Linked DNA regions of Gadus morhua: region 1 is linked to region 2. The links are chromatin contacts, called in public Hi-C maps. All regions are on one chromosome and are shown on one strand. Each heading gives the region's core, a stretch centred on a gene start, on an enhancer-like site or on the middle of the called end of the contact. The rest is flanking DNA. Distances are from core to core; before and after follow the strand shown. Region 1 holds the start of sod2 (superoxide dismutase 2, mitochondrial). Region 2 holds the start of smek1 (SMEK homolog 1, suppressor of mek1 (Dictyostelium)).

The links. Hi-C and Micro-C count contacts between places; a contact is called where the count stands out from the background.
Region 1: a Hi-C map of blood shows a contact between it and region 2, with 5 times the contacts expected there. The contact joins the promoter of sod2 here to the promoter of smek1 in region 2. A contact is called at or near these places in 4 of 6 Hi-C or Micro-C datasets (blood, gill and spleen).

The regions. Positions count from the first base shown.
Region 1 is chr21:19,255,715-19,258,414 of gadMor3.0, reverse strand. sod2 (superoxide dismutase 2, mitochondrial) reads left to right here and starts at 1,420. Exons shown (of 5, transcript XM_030344883.1): 1 at 1,420-1,543. The coding sequence starts at 1,515. It overlaps wtap (WT1 associated protein), which reads right to left and starts at 623. Exons shown (of 8, transcript XM_030344880.1): 1 at 394-623.
Region 2 is chr21:19,084,224-19,086,923 of gadMor3.0, reverse strand. It overlaps smek1 (SMEK homolog 1, suppressor of mek1 (Dictyostelium)), which reads left to right and starts at 1,437. Exons shown (of 15, transcript XM_030344565.1): 1 at 1,437-2,525. The coding sequence starts at 2,384. It overlaps erh (ERH mRNA splicing and mitosis factor), which reads left to right. Exons shown (of 4, transcript XM_030344570.1): 2 at 47-134; 3 at 513-633; 4 at 724-1,275. The coding sequence ends at 826.

The DNA.
Region 1 (2,700 bases), core at 171-2,670, 170 kb before region 2:
AAGTCTTGAACACAAAGTATTATCTATACATATTTAAATATATAGCAAATATCGGAGGTATAGCAGTAAATACAAAAAAATGCAGTGACGTGCCTTGATGGACTGGACAGGCATCTGCGCTGAGGCGCGTGCGTGCAGCGCACAGGAGCACCAAATGTAAAAACGTGAACTCGCAAATACGTACGAACTATATATTTAAACTCAAGTTTAACACAATTCGCGTACCGTACAGCTTAACAAGTTGGTCAGTGTTCAAGCCGAACAGCGTGTAAATACTGGCTCCGATTCGGCTTCTTGTTATCACAAAATGGCGGTGAAGGAAGAGGCTCCCTCCCTGGCGCTCCTTTTCCGGAGCCTAGCGGACTGCTGCTAAGCAGACTAAGCTCCACTTACCCGCTCAGTTTGCTACAGATCCGCACACTCGGGTCCAATAATCGACGATCAACAAACGATAGGTACGGCCTCCGTGTTGGTTCTGGTGAAGCTAGTTGTAATATCCGTGTGTCGATACATTCGCCATCATAATTAGCACGAAAAATATATGGCGGCAGCCGCAGAAAGCCCGATGCGCCGTCGCCGTCCTTCGCCCGCACTGGTCCGCGCTGCAGCCAGGGTTGCCATATTGGGCCATATTTCCCGCCCAATCTGGCAACACTGGTTTTAGCGGAATTAACCATTTTCACGAGGAAGGGGTGGATAGTCTGACTCAAATATATGTGTACTTTAAAAAAACAAAAAACCTTTACCTCTGATAAGTAGCTGCTGGAGGCTATTCTCCAGCAGGCTTCCAAATGAGCATCAGTCATGGTGGAATGGTATTTGATATACTTAATAATCTTCATGTGGGAAAAGGCTATAATAATAATATAGAAGAGCCAAATAATGCAGTCAAGGAGGTAGAACATTTCCTCATGTTTGGATACTTTTCCTTTGTGAGTAAGTTCAGACGTTTCCCATGAGCCCTAGATTTAAGCTTAATATTAGTTTGTAATGCCAAAATCTCATCCTCCAGCAAGCGTTGCCAGATTGGGCGGAAAATATGGCCCAATCTGGCAACACTGGCTGCAGCCCGCTGCAGTCGACGCTCACGTGATAACTCTGTGTTTGAGTTTCTGCATTTCATAGGATTAACGCGGTTACATAATAATAGTTATTTTTTGTCATGTTATATCCACATTACCAGTAAGAAACACCGCTTAAATGTTTAAACCAGAAACCAATTTACCCAAAAAATCATTGATATTGGTATTATGAACAATGCGACAAAATAAAACAATCAACAAATTAATAATCACATCGCTGTATCGAATATCCCTTTCATAGACTGTGCATTTTAAATATGTTTTGCGAGAATGAAATCAGAGGTAAAGTGTAAAAAAAATTATGATCGACAGACTTGTCCACCCCTTCCTCGTGATAATGGTTCAGTCTGCTAAAGGGACGTAACATTTCCAAGGGCAGACAGTGTGACTGAACTTGTGCCTCCAGTGCTGAGGAGTCTGAACACTGGGATCATGCTCAGCAGAGTGGGACAAATACACAGGTAAAGTAGTATCAGAGTCGGGTGTAACGCACATGTTGTTAAGGAGCATTGGGAAGTCCAGAAGAATTTATTTGTAGCTGTTCGTGACTTTCAGAAAGACAAGAGACTAGGCTAGCTGGCATGCACGTTATGGTAGCCTAGCATCACAGATAGGTTAGCTTGTGATCATTCAAATGCCTTTTGACAACTTTCAAACGTGTCCCTCTACTGGAGAAGTAATACATACGGAGCACGTAAATGGTCAGGGTTGGATTCGATGAGATGACAATGACTTCAGCAATATAGGACACTTGGGAGTCCCAGTCCAAGCATGTTAACTGCAGATACCAAACATACGCAGTTGGACGACGCTGAAGTTGGCATCCGATTCGCAGCATCCGATTCGGCTTGAAAACCACTTAGAATCTTCAAATCGGTCCTGATTGAAAACCACTACACCTAGACTCTTCAAATTTGGACTACATTATCACAGTGAGGCTATACATTATGTAAAACATAGTTTCAGATTTGTGAAACCTTTACCCTATTTGTGAAAATGCAATACAGGCTTATTTGAATGCTTTTTAGGGGTCCAGACCGCATTGCATTTTCACAAATAGGATAAAGGTTTCACAAATCTGAAACTATGTTTTACATAATGTATAGCCTCACTGTGATAATTTAGTCCAGATTTGAAGAGTCTAGGTGTAGTGGTTTTTAATCAGGATAAGTTCTAATGCGGTCTGGACCCCTAAAAAGCATTAAAATGAGCCTGTATTGCATTTTCACAAATAGAAAAAAGGTTTCACAAATCTGTAACTATGTTTATTATAATGTAATGCCTCACTGTGATAATTTAGTCCAGATTTGAAGAGTCTAGGTGTAGTGGTTTTCAATCAGGACCGATTTAAAGTGGACCAGCTGCTGAATCGGATGCTGCGAATCGGATGCCAACTTCAGCGTCGTCGCAGACGGAACATAATATAAATATGAGGATGTAACGTTACCTTAAAAAAAGGTATAACTGGAATTTCTTATGTACTGAAATATTATGTTTTCCCTCCTTACACTCTTTCTCTATTGGAAATCTCTTTAAGGGGCTTCATTTTCTGTTCTTAAACTTACCGTATCCCTTGCAAACCATTTCAAAATACAAATGTTTCCTATAGATACTTAAA
Region 2 (2,700 bases), core at 188-2,687:
TCATAATTCTTGTCAGATATCCTTTCAATTGTATCTATTTTTACAGTCTCACACAATTCTACTTGTCCAGCCAACAAAGAGACCCGAGGGCCGCACGTATGCGGACTACGAGTCAGTCAATGAGTGTATGGAAGGTGAGGTCTACGTGTTTTAAGCGTACGCTGTTCATGGGTTATTTTCACAAGTATGATTACATCTTCCTAATAGTGCTCACATTTTTAAGAATATAACAATTTCACTATTTTGTTTCCTTTTATACAAACGACACATAGTTGTTGTTTTTTGTGCCAAATATTTGTTTGATCTATCAATCATCATTGTAAGTAATTGTTCTACATCCATCATTGCATGAGTTATATTTCAAGCTATGGCCTGCTGCAGCAGTTATAGATGTAAATATTCATTGAGCAAGAATTTACAACATTAATCCTGCCTTTTTCCCCCTCCCATATATGTTCGAAGATTTGTGTTCAAAAACTCTGATCATGAGATGTACTGCAATTCTTTTTCAGGTGTGTGCAAGATGTACGAGGAACATTTAAAGAGGATGAACCCAAACAGTCCGTCCATCACTTATGATATCAGTCAGTTGTTTGACTTTATTGATGACCTGGCAGATTTGAGCTGTCTTGTGTAAGTATAAGTGCTCAAGAAGGATGTTGTGTGCCATGCGAACTTGGTCAATTCATTCTGTCGTTCTTGTAACTGTACTTTTCCTCACAGGTACAGAGCTGACACCCAGACATACCAGCCATACAACAAGGACTGGATTAAAGAGAAGATCTATGTGCTCCTGCGGCGTCAGGCACAACAGGCTGGGAAGTAAATGCCAGGAGTTTGCCCTGCAGTTCAAATCTAGGAGAAGTTTGCTGTGCATAAAGAAATTGATACTTAATTAAAATATATAATTGAGTGGGGGTTGGGTGGGGCATACATTTGATATTCGCAAAGTGGAGCCTCATTTTCAAGGACAGAAATGCTCCATGAGACCGATTTTTTTTTTTTTGTTGTCAGATACTGATTTCTTTCAAATATGTGGTCAGTTTATATGAGCACCATTTGACATGTTTTTATACCTGTAGAATAGGCTGCTGTGGACAGAGGGGTGTTTATTTGAATGTGGCTGCATAGGTTTCTTTTGAATGTCAAGCGAAGCAAAGTTACATTTTGTAGCCTGTTACCATTCCACCCTTTTTTCCCCGATTTTTTTTTTTCAGTATATATTTACTTTGCTTCTGTTTTGTGTTTCTAAATAAAATATTGTTTTCATTCTGACTTTTGGCATCACATCTTTTTAATTTATACAGAGCTGTAATAAATCTTTTCATAATCAAAATTATGCTTCAGTGTTTAATATAATAGCTGGAATTACTTGGTTTTATATTGTCTATATTGTTTGGTGTAATGTCTCTTTAAATGTGGCGGTCTGCCCTGTTGTTGCTGTGCGGGAAACCCCGTACCGACTGAAGGGACCCAAGATGGCCGAATACTCACGGGGGGTTGTTAGAAATTATCTAAGCAAGCCGTCCCGTATGAATGGCATATAGCACTATCATGTAATGCGTATTCGTGAAGAAACCGCACACCTCTACTGTTTATCTGCATATTCTGGAATGCACGGAAAGCAATAAGGAGAGACGAGTCTCTCCACGGCCCCGAGCCAGAACATGGCGGAAAACTCGGGCAAGAAATAGCAGCTAATGCTAGCCTGCTATCGTATTATTGGGACACATAATCGTAACCGTCGGTTTATCGATTGCACTGTTTTTGTGGTCGCTGGACGTTGAATGATGTTAGCGTTATGTGATTGTTTCCACGTCAGTATTAAACTTGACTTATTGTTGGAAATGTTGAGCGTAGGCAGTTAGCTTCCTAGCTAGCTATTCAATGCACTGGGTTGGCTAACACACCTCAATAGCCCACATAGCTAGCTGGCTTTCGGATTGTACCGATAGACTGTAACGTTATCCGATATTAGTGGGCAGAAACAGGTGATCCCGCAATTCCGAATGTTTTTCTCTGCCTCACACGTGTTTTATACCATTCGTCTGTGGTTTACATCGATTAGCAGCTAGCCTCTATATCCTAGACACCAAACACCGTCTGCTAGAATGTTAATCAAACTGAATTAAATTGGTAAATGCAGCCGTCGCTGGGCAATATTTTAGTCATTTCAGAATACTTCCATCTGGAAGTTTTATCAGCCTGATTATTCAGCCCCTCTGCATTGGGACTGTTTCGTCAAACTGTTTGTCCGGTTGACCCCAGCAAGCTTGAAATTGACGTATTGACAGTTGTGACTTGATTTTGAGTCTGATATTACGTGGGCAAGACAGTCAAGGCTAAGGTTCGGGGTGGGACCGATAAAAGCCACCTTGCCAGGATGACGGACACTCGTCGCCGAGTTAAAGTTTATACCCTCAATGAGGACAGACAATGGGACGACCGTGGGACCGGCCACGTCTCTTCGGCTTACGTCGAAAGATTGAAAGGCACTTCTCTGCTGGTGCGAGCAGAAAGTGATGGTAAGTTTAGAGCCACAATATAAGCTCTCTAAGCCATGCTTTACTATTGTACATATTTTGGAACGATATCGTTCCGAAACACACACACACGTAAACAAAAACATACTTATGTTGATCTTGTGTTTTCTTTTTCTCATTCATTCGATTTGTTAGGACATAATGAGTACACACTTAT